2 separate regions of the Arachis hypogaea genome follow, and region 2 is linked to region 1. Evidence: chromatin contacts called from public Hi-C data. All regions are on one chromosome and are shown on one strand. The core of a region is the stretch at or near the end of the contact, and the rest is flanking DNA. Distances in the headings are between cores, read along the strand shown. Region 1 holds the start of LOC112728556 (putative disease resistance RPP13-like protein 1). Region 2 holds the start of LOC112730659 (probable pectinesterase/pectinesterase inhibitor 40).

What was found. Hi-C and Micro-C count contacts between places; a contact is called where the count stands out from the background.
Region 2: a contact with region 1 is called in a Hi-C map of leaf, with 4 times the contacts expected there. The contact joins the promoter of LOC112730659 here to the promoter of LOC112728556 in region 1. A contact is called at or near these places in 2 of 8 Hi-C or Micro-C datasets (both in leaf).

Annotation. Positions count from the first base shown.
Region 1 is chr12:116,031,074-116,038,140 of arahy.Tifrunner.gnm2.J5K5, forward strand. It overlaps LOC112728556 (putative disease resistance RPP13-like protein 1), which reads right to left and starts at 3,353. Exons shown (of 6, transcript XM_072209907.1): 1 at 1-3,353. The coding sequence starts at 3,049.
Region 2 is chr12:116,278,268-116,285,719 of arahy.Tifrunner.gnm2.J5K5, forward strand. It overlaps LOC112730659 (probable pectinesterase/pectinesterase inhibitor 40), which reads right to left and starts at 2,200. Exons shown (of 2, transcript XM_072210232.1): 1 at 1,190-2,200. The coding sequence starts at 2,004. LOC112730660 (putative disease resistance RPP13-like protein 1) reads right to left here. Exons shown (of 6, transcript XM_025780728.3): 1 at 5,834-7,452; 2 at 5,483-5,547; 3 at 4,710-5,330; 4 at 4,499-4,563; 5 at 4,257-4,358; 6 at 3,524-4,116. The coding sequence ends at 5,839.

The sequences.
Region 1 (7,067 bases), core at 2,103-4,602:
GCATTCTTGCTTCCTGTTTGCCATCTATTATTAATTGGCGTATGATGGGAGCTCTTGGCAGATAACAACCAAGCTCCTCGCATCCTCTAATGTGGAGTTCTTCCAAAGATGGAAGGAAAGTGGGCAAATCTCCTCTTAACTTAGGGCAGTCCTCTATTATAAGCTCCTCAAGTTTCGGAAATGGTGCATCATCATCATCATCATTACATTCATATGACTCCCATTCCTCCCAGCAAGGCATATCACGGAATGCCAGATATTTAAGGGATCGGAAGGGTGTCTCCTGATGCTGATGAGTTCCATCACCCTTATAGAATGACCCACCAATCTTCTTCACCTTCTCGAGCTCTTTAATGACTAGCCTCTCCAGAGAGGGTAACTGTCCAAGTGATGGAACCACCCAACAATTCCTGCATCCCCTCAGCACCAACACAGTTATGTTGTGGTACGAAGACTGCCCTACCCAATCCGGAAACATGGTACCTCTGTAATCCCAGATGAATAGCTTCTTCAAGTCTTTGTGAGGACGTAATTTGTCAAGTACATCTTTTTCGATTTCGGAATCAACAATATCACCATCTTCAGCTGATGTCCACTCCAACCATAGATTATTGATGTGTTTCTTATCAACCATTCTTGCTTTCCAAGCTTCACTGCTATTAACGGCATTCTCTAGTTGCTTAATATGAAATGACCCTTGAAGATTTACAAGTTCTCCCAATTCCCCTATCCCATTCTCTTCATGCTCGCCAACAATATAGTAATGCAGAATCTGCAAATCTTTTAATTTGCTCATCCCTTTTGGCATCTCTTCTAAATTAGTATCTTCAATATCCAGATAGCGCATATTTACAAGATCTTGCATCTTGCTTGGGAGCTTTTTGAGTCCTCCACATCTGCGCAACTTCAATATTTGTAAATTATACAATTTGCTCAATGACTCGGGAAATTCCACAATAGGCGTACGAGAGAGATCCAAATGACGTAAATTTACAAGATCCTGCATGTTGGTTCGAAGCTTTTCTAGTCTTTCACACCCTGTCAACTTCAGTGTTTGTAAATTATGCAATTTGCTCAATGACTCGGGCAATACCCCAATTGCCGAATAAGAGAGATCCAAATGAAGCAAATTTACAAGATCCTGCATGTTGATTGGAAGCTTTTCTAGTCTTGCACAATGACTCAACTTCAGTGTTTGTAAATTATAAAATTTGCACATTGACTCTGGCAATGTCTCAATAGGTGAATGAGAGAGATCCAAATAACGCAAATGGATCAAATCACCTATTGAATCGAGCAATGAAAGAGGAAAGAATTTAAATGACAAAACCCTTAAGCGCTTCAACTGTGCAAATAAGCCACAAAGATCAACTTCCTCTGTGGAATCCTCCCATGTTTCAAAACTGATATTCAGCAATGTCCTTGCATTTTTTAAATAATCACATACTTCCGAGATCTCTGAGAATAACGAATCATCGATGACAAGACCATATGAAAGATGACGAGGACAAGCATCATGCTTGTCTGCAGTTTTGAGTTCAAAGTTTCTAGAAAAGAACTTTCCACCGTAGAATATTGCTAAATCATGCATGAGATCGTGCATCACAAATAAATTTTCATTGGTTTTAGAATGTTGGAAAAACGATCTTGAAACCAAATCATTAAAATATTTAGAACCAACTTCTTCTAAAGTGCTGCCACTCTTCGGTTGCTGCAAAAGACCTTCTGCCATCCACAATAACACCAGTTCATCTCTTTTGAATTCATAGTCTTTTGGGAATAAAGAACAATAAACAAAGCAACGTTTTAAGTGGGAAGGGAGGTAGTGATAACTAATTCTTAATGCTGGAAGAATCCCACTATCTTTTTTGGGAAGTTCCCAAATTTCATTCCTCAATATAAACTCCCAATCTGCTATTTCTTTTCTTGCTCTTAATAAACCTCCAAGTGTTTGAGCAGCCAAAGCTAACCCATTACACTTTTTGACAATTTTTCGACCAACTACTTCTAAAGCAGAACGGATATGAGGTTCAGCAGAATTAAGACATGCATGATCTGCAAACACTGACCAGCAGTGATCATCACCCAACAAACTCAAACGGAAAGTTGGAATAGTTTTCACCATATCAGCAATCGAATCAAGACGAGTTGTTACAAGAATCTTAACACCCCCGTTACTAGATTTGAAAGGCTTTAAAAAACTTATCCAGGCATCATAATTGTTACTCCACATGTCGTCCAAAACAACCAACAACTTCTTCCCTGCTAGGACTTCCTTTGAACTCTCCTGAATTGTGTTTAGCTCAGTTGAGTTGCAAGAACTAGAAGTTACTTTCTCCATCACCGTCTTTGTCGCCTTAAGAACATCAAATTCTTCTTGCCCATCACAAACCCATGCCTTAACATCAAATTTTTGTTTCACTCGGTCATCATTGTAAACCATCTGAGCCAAAGTAGTCTTTCCTATTCCACCCATGCCGACCATAGGAATCACGGATATTCCACCGTCATTGGTAACATCTAACAACAGTTTTACTATGGCCTCCCTGTCTTGGTCCCTGCCATATATTTGATGCACACCAACCAGAGATGTTGAGGGGATCCTCCATGACATGTCCTCCACCGGTATCTCCTTCAAGCCAAGACCATCTTTCTCATTTACAATTGACTCTAATGCAGTAATGATCTCTTCTATCTTGGTTACTATCTCACCATCACCATGCAAATTGACATAGCGAGACAGAGAGTTACCTTGAACCTTTTGAATGGCAGCTTTGGTGGTGACTTCATCAAGTATGTCTTCAGCATCGTACACAGCATACTTCAGCCTGTCCAGCCAGTGCTTCACAGCTTCCTCTTCGATCTGCCTCCGCTCGGCGTCATTGATCACAGCATGAGCAGCCTTCAGAACTGTCTCCAGCTTCTCAACCAGCTTCCGGTTAAGCTTCTTTCTCTGGATGAAGTTGACAAGTAAGGGTGAAATCAGCATGTCGTAGATAGTGCCAAGTGCAGAGTTGAGAAAAGCTTCTCCCACAAATCTTGCAGCCATGTTGATCTCAAGATAAGAAGAAAGAAAACAAAGGGAAGTAGTGGATGATTGTTTGCAATGAAGGTAAAGGAAGAAGTAGCAGCAGGTTCAGAAAGTGATGGTTAATTGCTTATGTATTTTGTTTTCCTTGTAGCAAAAAGACATTGACTTCACACATGCTTATTGGTCTTTGGGACAAAATATGTGGCTAGAAATGATGTGTACTGCTGAAAATAATTATGCTATGTTTGTCTTCAGACTTTATGTCATTGCAAATCGGGTTAAAGAGATTTAGAAAAATTAGGATGAGACTCACGTAATGCGCAGGACCTAAATTAATCATGGTATACAATAAATATTAAAAATTATTATGTTTTGTAAAATTAAATTAAATATGTATTAATTAAAATTAAATTTAAAGGTATTTTATTTAAAATAATTTGTAATACAAAAGATTTAGATGTTGGAGTTATAAAGTAACATTTTTATTTAATGGTTTGATTTTTGCATTTATTTTAGTTGATGTACTTAATTTTCTTATGTGGTGCTTATCCTCTTTTTTCTTTATTGGTTATTATTAGAGTTGTTGCTTTCTTCTGTTTTTTTTTATGTCGTAAGTTCTTGTGAAGGCATGTTCTTTATGAATTGTTGAGTTATATTTGTATGCACTTTCTTTTTTTTGAACAAATGAGCTCAACACCTACAAACAACAAAAAATTAACGCCTACAAACAATCCCTTGTGTTATCTCCGGCATTGTCATCAATAACAAAAGGGATCCAAGTTACACCAATCTCTGTAACTGGTCAAAGATCTGTGGAACACCGCTTCTACTCTAGACTCCTTGTTATTAAAGATCCGCCCGTTCCTCTCTAGCCACACATTCCAAATAACTGCAAAGAAACATATGAACCACTTGTTCCACTCTTGTTTCTTGTTAACCACTCCTATCCAACTCTCAAAATGTTCTTTCAATGAACTCGGAATAGTCCACAACCTCCCAAGGTCAGATAACCAAGCACCCCATACTTGTCAGGTAAACTCACAACCAAGAAACAAGTGATAGATATGTTCAACATCTTTCTTACACAATACACACATGTTATCACCATGACTAATAATTCCTAGCCTAAGCAGCCTTTCTTTGATATTCACTCTGCCTATCAACACAAACCAGACAAATAACTCCACTCGTGGCGGAACCAAGCCTTTCCATACTGTTTTGGTGAAACTGTAACTAGAGATGTTCTCCAAAAGTGTATCTGACTGCATCACCTGCACAAAAGAGTTAGTTGAAAAAATACCTTTCTTGTCAAACTTCCAAAAAACTCTATCCTGGGTATCACATGCTAACTTTATAGGCCGTAAGGTCTCATGCAAATGATCCACTAGTTCTAACTCCCAATGGAATAATTCTCACTTTCACTGGAAGTTCCAAATCCACTCTAATCCGTCCCAAAACCCACAGTTCCCTATGACAGATCCTCTTTGGTTTGAAACAGAGAAGAGTCTCGGAAAACTCGACTTTAACGTCCCACTTTGTAGCCAAGTGTCTTCCCAGAACCAGGTCCGTATTCCATCACCCACCTCCATAGACAGCCCAACAATCATCTTATCTCTCACATTACGATCTTTGAACTACAACTGGCAGATATCTTTCCAGGGACCCCCTCGACTAGGTAGTGTCTGAGATGGTAACATCATATTGAGGTTTAAGTTGTGGCAGGAGCACACAACCTTCTTCCATAAAGGACACTCCTCTTTTGAGAACTGCCACCACCACTTGATAAGAAGGGCTGTGTTCCTAACCACGGCATCACCCACTCCTAGTCCACCCAATTTTTTAGGAACCTGGACTACTTCCCACTAAACCAACGCCATACCATTCCTACCTTCCTCCTTGCTCCATAGGAATTTTCTCTGTAGCGAAATCAGCTTCTCTGCCACTGCCTTTGGCATCTTATATAGGCTCAAATAATAGATCGGCAGGCTATTCAGAAGAGCTTTAATAAGAACTAGCTTACCTGCTTTATTGAGCACTTTCGCCTTCCACAAGCCAAGCTTCTCCACCACTTTATCAATTATCGGTTTCCACGTACTTACCCGCCTTGGGTTTGCCCCTAATATAATACCAAGATATCTGACTGGAAGGTTAGCCTCCTTACATCCCAATAAATTACACATGTCGTAGGTCCATGGCGGTTCGCAATTGATTGGAATTAAACTTGACTTATCAAAATTGATGCTTAACCCCGACATCAGCTCAAAATACTTTAGTAGCCTGACATAGTTTCTGATGGTCTCCTTCTCTGGTGGGCAGAACAGTATAGTGTCATCAGCAAACTGGAGATGTGATAACTCTATATTATCCTTACCAACCAGCAAGGGCGAAATACGTCTGTTCCTGACTGCTTTCCCTACCATCCTATGTAGGACATCAACCACAAGAATAAAAAGAAATGGAGACAGTGGATCACCTTGTCTCAAACCTCTTTCCATCTTAAACGGTTTTGTCAGTGAGCCATTTATCAAGATCGACATTGAAGCTATACCAATACACTCCTTCACCCATTCCCTCCACCTCCAACCAAACCCCATCTTCTGGAGTACAATATCCACGAAGCTCCACTTTACCCGGTCATAGACCTTCTGGAAGTCCAACTTGATGATCGCTGCTTTATTTTTCCTCATCTTTAACCATTGTACTATTTCGCACACAATAAGTGCCCCATCGTGTATTTTCCGATCCTTAACAAAAGCACTCTGCGTCTTACCTACTAGACCTGGCATCACTGCTTTCATCCTTCGGACCATCACTTTAGATATTACTTTATATATGTAACCAACCATGCTAATCAGCCCGAGGTCCTTAATCTCCTTGGCTCTAGTGAACTTTGTTGCTAGGGCCACCCAGGTGATATTCGAATAAGAAGGCAGCCTTGATGAGTGAAAAAAATCTAGTACAACTGTCGTGAACTCTACACCAATCCGTCCCAGCACTTTTTAATGAAGTTCATGTTGTAACCATCGCTTCCTGGAGCTTTAAATGATTCACAGTCCCAAACCACCTCTCTAACCTCCTCCATTGTCGGCACCCTCTCCAATGCTACTGCCTCTTCTTCATCAATCTGATTTACCAAGCCATCCCTAAAGCCCAAAACCGGCGATCTCTCCTGACGATACAAATCCTTGTAAAACTCTTTGATAGCAATCTTGATCCGAGCTTGATTTCTTATCAGCCTTCCATTTATTACCAAAGCATCAATTCTATTATTGCTCCTTCTTGCCGACGCCAAGTTATGAAAGTACCTTGTATTTTTATCCATGTCCTTCGCATGCCTGGACCGCGACATTTACTTCCAGTGTATTTCTTTTCTCACATACCACCGCTTGCAACAGCTTACCAGAGCCTTTCTTCTAACCTCGACTGTACCATCATAAACTCCATTGCCAGCCATCTCATCTAGCTTCTTTATCTCCTCCTCAAAGCGTTGAATCTTCTTATCCATGTCACCAAAGTTGTCCTTATGGCATCTCCCCAAAGGCAAAGTTAGAGCCTTCAACTTTTCTGTAAACTCGAGTTCTCCAATATTCCTCCACTACTCCCTAACTGTTCTTAAGAAACCCTCATGTGTAAACCAAGAATCTAAACTCCGAAAAGGACGTGGACCACCTCTGAATTTGGAATCCTCCACTATAATCGGGCAGTGATCAAACAAGCCTCTCGGCCTACCTTTTAATCGAATTTTCGAAAATTTCTCAAGCCATTCTACACTTAAAAGAACCCTATCAATGCGGCTGCAGGAGCGGCCTCTGAACCAAGTAAATTTTCAATCATTCAATGGTAAGTCAACTAGTTGCATATCTTGGACCCAGTCCTTGAATTGTGCTGCCGACGCTGATAGTCTATCCTGACCTTTCCTCTCTTCAACCTGTATGATCTCATTAAGGTCTCCCATATAACATATCGGATCTTGACATAGCCCAACTATAAAGCTCAGTTCCTCCCACACAACCAGTTTCTCCATTCTAGTATGAGC
Region 2 (7,452 bases), core at 950-3,449, 250 kb after region 1:
AAATGAAAATCAAATTAATAATTTTGTAATTAAATATTTTAATAATGTTTGTTCATCATCAAAATTAAATTAGAGTTTTCCAAACTCATCATCACTATTTAGTAAAATGTTTTAAAAAATTAAAATAAAAATTCTTATCTATTATTATTCAATTGAAACATTAAGTACTAATTAAATGCAATAAACATACATTAAAAGTGTCATAATAATAATAATTATAAAAAATTTCAGTTACAAATATTCAAATTCTACAACTTATACATATTAAAACTCTTACTACCCTTTATTTCTTAATCTCTTATACTAATTGTCAAAAATTCTTTAAATTTAATATAACATTTTTATATATTTTTCATTCTCATTCATTTATTTTTTTCATTATTTACAAACAAAAAAACCACAAGAAAAGACAAAGTGTAGCCATCGAAAAATAAAAAAAAATGCAATTTTGTATAACTCTAATATAAATAACCTGTCTTTTTTAAAAATAAATAAATTCAAAATTTATTTATAATATGTTCTCTAAAATATTTTTAATATAACATTTTTTAAAATATACTATATAGTATAAATAATCTACCTCTCCGCGCATTGCGCGGGTCTCACTCTAGTATATATAATCACACTTAATAATTAACAAAATGTTAACTAAATCATAACATGTTAACAAGGCATTATTATTACACTTATTGTATGTACTTTTCTACACCTAAGATTCTTTTTGTACTTTGAGATAAAGATATATTAGGCTAGATTCATCTATTGTTATATACTAAATAAACATATTCTGTTATTTGAAATTAAAAAATGTGGTTAAATTTTTAGAAGCCATAATTGGTGTAACAATGAGTCAAAGTTGAATTAAGTAAAGGATAAGAAGTTTGATTACTGCATTTTAATTTCATTCTTCAAAATAAAAATATTAGTAAATAAAGTGCATTATTCTTATATATTTAGTAGAGTCCAATATGCCGTTATAAAAAAAGAGCAGTTAATTTTTAAGTTGTGCTAATTTAATATACAAAATAAAATAAATACACTTGCCATTTTTCTTAGCTAAATCAGCTTCGAAGCTCTTATAAATGATCATTCATATGAGATTTTGCTGAAAATGTAATGCAATGAGTGAAAGGAATGAATGATTTTCTTTAAATATAGTATAAAATAATTTTAATAATATAATATATACCTGGTTGTGGTGGAATTAGGAGCCACAGCTACAGCTTCACCAATAGTAGTAAAATTTCCAGAACCATCTTTAGCCACAACAACATCAATCTTAGTTTCATTCACATTTCCACCTTCTAGAAGCTTCCTATCCTTAGCAGAAACCCATGAAGGGAACCCTTTCTTCATTGTTCCATATTCAGCAGACACTTCTTCTTTCTTCAAACTTGTCTTCACTTTCTTCAACATTGCCAATGAGTTACTAACATGATGTGATATCTCAATCACTTTCTCCTCTATCAACCCTCTCACAGCATTCCCATTTTTGCTTTGTGAGAAACCATCAAGACAAGTGTACAAATTTGTCATTGCCCCACTTAGTAGAGTTTGCAAATCTTGGTTGGAAGATGATGATGATGATGATGATGGATTTTTTGAGAGATCAAGAATGGTGGTGTTGAGTTCTACTATGGTGTCATCAAAGAGTTTGAGACAATCATCTAAGGCTCTTTTCTCAATTGTGTTGAGAGTGTTTTGGAGATTCTTGATTATGGTGGTGCAGTTGTTGGATGAAGATTTGACTTCATGGACTGTGTGGTTGACTACTTTGGAGATTATTTGTGGCATTGTTCTTGTTTCAAGGTTTGGGAATGTGGATAAGGTTGAGACACAGAGATCAGGGTAGAGTGTTCCTTTGCATTTTGAATGTGCTACTAATTGGATATGGTTTTGGAAATGGAGATGTTTTTTCCCTTCTTGTTGTGTTGTTGATTTGAAATTTGGGGTTTCAATGAAATAATTGAGATGTGTAGCTAAAAGGATCAGTGCAAAAATCATGGAATAGGATTGGTATAAAGGGAAAACATGGTGATTTTTTGAGGCTGTTCATTGTAAAGGGCTTAAGAGGAAAAATAGAAGTGGTGTAGTAGAAGCTTTGGTTAAGGGTGTGAATGTGTGGTTGTGTAGGGTGCTATATATATGGGAATATGGGGAATAAATAGGGTGGTTTTGGGTTATTGTAAAAATGAAAAAAGAAAAACAGTATTTGAACTCATTTTACTTATACACACTCAAAATATAAAGAGAGAAGAATATCATGCTTTTGTGTGTAAAGTTGAGCATAGCATTTGATGTTAAAAAAGAAAAAATGGAAATGTGTTGTTTGAGTTTGAATTTTTGTGTAGATTATGTCAGAGAGATGGCATGAAATTTGACCCTTTTTCAATTTATATTAGTTTTGTCAAATAGGATCATAATGTGGCATGGATTTTAAATGCTGTCTAAATTAATGGCTCTTAAAAGGATGGAATGTGTGATTATGTGTGACACCTTTTAATCATTTTGGCTCCTGGTTTAAGTGTTGCAGCTATGCAGCTATGGAATGGAATGAAATTTGCACCCAAAGCATATGATTTGATTTTCAACTTTGTTTCTATCTATTGTAAATTTTATTATTTTACTTTTGTAGTGCAACAATCCTACACAAAATTATAGTTTAAGAGACTGAAAGTAAGAAAAAAAACATCAGAAAATGGAGAAAGAAAGGAGAATTGAAGGGATTGAAAGTAGAAGAGGAATGCTATATATCGACCTGTAGTAGTAGTACTATGCTGTCACAGTCACACACAAAATAGAAGAGGAATACTATAATAATTAACCTCCTACTACCACAATTTTTGCCCTAAGCACTTCATATTCGTAACATAGCAACATTCTGAATGCATCTTCATTTGTTAAAAAAAATGCTAGTGTTTACAATTTTACATGATTTGCAGATAACATTTTTAATGATATTTTGAATGAAAGCTATAATAGAGAAGATCACGATATATTCTGGTTCAATTCCAACAGTAGGATCTACATTCAGTCTCCATCACAAAAAATGTAGAATTTTCCACTCTCAACAAATTCAAGTTACAATTATCAATTCAAGCCAAATACAAAAACAAATTTACTGATGAGAGTGAATTACAATTACAATTCTATGTCAATAAAAATTAATAACACTAATGCTTATATATCAACCTATAGTACTATGCTGTTACATACAGAACATAGAAAATAATCTATAAACCGCAACTAACCTATAACAGCCATACCAGAATTACCAAACTCAGCCTAATCTTTGCTTAGTACTAACATGCAAAAATTGCTGCTACCACAATCTTTGCCCTATGCACTTCATATTTATAACATAATAACTTTCTCAATGCATCTTCATTTGCCCAAAAAGAAAAAGGCAGCTGGTGCTTAAAATTTTATTTTATTAGATAGAGATATTTTATAAAATTATCGCATGATTTTGCAGAAAATATGCAAATGACAGTTATAATGATATTGTGAATGAAAGCTGTAATAGAGAAGATGAACATCTCGATATATCCTGGTTCAATCCCAAAATGGGATCTACATCCAGTCTCCACCACAACAAATGGTAGAACTTTTCACTATAAACAAATTCAAGTTACAAATACCAATTCAAGCCAAATACAAAAACAAATTTCTCAAATGCCACTCATGGCTTTTTCTTGATGTTTTCACATCCTAGCATGACAGAAATTGATACTCACTTTCTAAGCTTTCTCTTTCTTATAAATAGAATAACTCATATCAGCTATCCTAAAATAGAATGAAATGATGAAGACATGAAAACTCTTTTTTCTTTTAACATTGCAAGTTTGTACACTTTCTGCCTATTTTTGACAGGCTGCTCCAACTGTATCCTTATCATTGAAGGTGCTCTTGTTGCATTTTGATTGATCTATCGGTCTTAGCGAAATTCTGTTCTACATCATCTACTTCTACTTTTGATTTTGTATGAGGATGGTGTCTTCCATGAATTCAGCTTTTGTATGGATGCAGAGACCACACCTCGTGAAATCATTCTTGACCTGGTTCCCTTGCTCTCCAAATTGAGCCTACTCCAACTTCACTTCAATTTGTTTCTTGCTGCACCGAAACAAACACATTAGAACAACTCATACAATTTTTGCTTAGCACACATTAACTCAAATCATAAATGTTTGGGATCACAGAGTTTATTAGTTTCTTAATTCAACAGAATTAATAATAAGAAAATAAACTTATACCAAATCCAACAAAGGGCACGGGCAAGCAAGCAGGAGCAACAGGAAGAAAGGTAATGAAAGGCCTTCCATTTGGGTGTAGGACAAGGCATGGTGCAAAAGTAGCTAATTGAAATAAGAAAAAAAAAGAAGAAAAACCATTAAAATAGAAAAGGTAAAAAATGGAAGGGAAAGATTTCATCATTCTCAAGGTATGATCCTTGAATTAACAAAACAAGCTTCAATAGACAGAGAAGCATCCTTACAAGAATGGAGGTGCACAACCGAACTGCATTAAATTGACAAGTCCCAGAAGAATCATTAAATGTCCCTATACATGAAGAACAAAGAAGAAGAAATTAGGAATAAAAAGGATCAAAATTTGGAAATAAAAGTAAGATTAAGTAGGAGAGAATGAATATGATGTAGGAGAAGATGAAGTGGGTTTGGGATATAGAGAGATAGCAAAAGAGTTACCTCTTTTAAGATGTTGACTCATTGAATCAGTTTCTCATCAACAAATATTACGGGGATGTGGGAAATGGATGGCCAAATGTGGGGGTCCTTCCTCTCTATGCCTTCACCCAACAACCCACATTCACTGATTCTGAGTTGTCTTAAAGAGCCAGGCAATCTTATTATGTTCTCCAGCTTAGGGCAACCTGAAATTATTAAGTATAGGAGGGACTGTGACTGTGACAGCTCCAGAGATGTCAAATTTTCATGTCTTGCGATTGTGAGAGACTGGAGATTTGGGAACGGTGGGAATGCGAAGGATGTAAGCGAATCACAGCTGTTGTGTATTTCTAATCCCTGTAGCGAGTGATGTTGTTGGTGTTGCATTGGGAATTCTACATTCTTGCAATCTATGATGTACAGCTCTTTCAATGAAGGGGGCAAAGAATCCCCTGGAAATGATATGGCTGTTGAGCAGTTTGAGATGCTTAACTCTCTGAGTGAGGTTGGTTGGGTGTGGGTCATGGCCTCAAACACATACTCCACCTGCTGCTCTCCATTAATTACTACTTTCTCCAACACCAAGAAAGGTAATGAACGGCGTTCCATTTGGGTGTAAGACAAGGCATGGTGCAAAAGTAGCTGATTGAAGTAAGAAAAAAAGAAGAAGAAAAAGCATTAATAGAAAAGGTAAAAAATGGAAGGGAAAGATTTCATCATTCTCAAGGTATGATCCTTGAATTAACAAAACAATCTTCAATAGAGAGATGTTAGAGACAGAGGAGCATCCTTACAAGAACGGAGGTGCACAACCGAACTGCATTAAATTGATAAGTCCCAGTAGAATCATTCAATGTCCCTATACATGAAGAACAAAGAAGAAGAAATTAGGGAAAAAAAAGACCAAAATGGAAATTGTATACCCATACTATAAGTTCCCAAAAGTAGGCATTGAGTAGAGTGGTGATGAACAGTATGAAAAGAGAGGAATCAGTTTTGTGTTTTCCGCAAAAGAGTAGGAGACACAGAATTTGAATGAGGTATAGAAATTTGGAAATGAAAGTAAGATTATGTAGGAGAGAATGAATACGATGTTGGAGAAGATGAAGTGGGTTTGGGATATAGAGAGATAGCAAAAGATTTACCTCTTTTAAGATGTTGAGTCATTGCCAATCCGTCTCCTATCAACATATATTTCAGGGATGTGGGAAATGGATGGCCAAATGTGGGGGTCCTTCCTCTCTATGACTTCACCCAACAATGGACATTCGAAGATTCTGAGTGCACTTAAAGAGGCAGGCAGCCTTATTATGTTCTCCAGCTTAGGGCAACCTGAAATTGTTAAGTATAGGAGGGACTGTGACTGTGACACCTCCAGAGATGTCAAATTTTCACATCTTGCCATTCTCAGTAAGCAAAGAGTTGGGAACGCTGGCAACGCGAAGGATCTAAGTGAATCGAAGCTGTTGTCTATTTGAAGACTCGTTAGTGAGTGATGTTGTTGGTGTTGCATTGGGAATTCTACATTCTTGCAGTTATTGATCCGCAACTGTTTCAATGAAGGGGGCAAAGCATCTCCTGGAAATGATATGGCTGATGAGCAATTTGAGATGCCTAGCTCTTTGAGAGAGGTTGGTTGGGTGTGGGTCATGGCCTCAAACACATACTCCACCTGCTGCTCTCCATTAACCCATAGTCTCTCCAACATGGAAAGTGGTAGCTCCCGCATTCTTGCTTCCTGTTTGCCAGATATTATTAATGAGCGTATGATGGGAGCTCTTGGCAGATAACAACCAATCTCCTCGCATCCTCTAATGTGGAGTGATTTCAAAGACGGAAGGAAAGTGGGCAAATCTCCTCTTAACTTAGGACAATCCCATATCTCAAGTGTCTCAAGTTTCGGAAATGGTGCATCATCATCATCATCACATTCATATGACTCCCATTCCTCCCAGCAACGCATATCATCAAAATGCAGAGATTTAAGGGATCGGAAGGGTGTCTCCTGATGCTGATGAGTTCCATCACCCTTATAGAATGACCCACCAATCTTCTTCACCATATCAAATCCTGAAATCTCCAATCTCGTTAGAGCGGGTAACTGTCCAAGTGAAGGAAGCACCCAACAATTCCTGCATCCCCTCATCTCCAACGAAGTCATGTTGTGGTACGAACACTGCCCTACCCAATCCGGAAACATCGTACCTCTGTAACCCCATAAGCTTAGCATCTTCAAGTCTTTGTGAGGACGTAATTTGTCAAGTACATCTTTTTCACTTTGGGAATCACAAACCTCACTTTTTTCAAATGATGACCACCACAACTCCAAAGCATTCAGGTGTATTTTTTCATCCATCCTTGCATTCGATGCTTCAACACTATTCTTAACATTCTCTAGTTTCTTAAGACAAAATGAGCCATGAAGATGTGCTAGCTCTCCCAATTCTACGAACCCATTCTCTTCATGTTTGCCCGCAATATAGTCACTTAAAAATTGCAAATCTTTTAATTTGCTCATCTTTTTTGGCATCTCTTCCACCGAAATAGAGCCAAAAATATCAAGATGACGCAAATTCACAAGATTTTGCATCTTGCTAGGAAGCTTTTTAAGATTTCTACAGTTTCTCAACTTCAAGGTTTGTAAATTGTACAAGCAACTTAAAGACTCGGGCAAAGTCACCATGGATGTGTCTGAAAGATCCAAATAACACAAATGGATCAATTCACCAATTGAACGATGCAACAAGTTTTCATCATCTGAAAA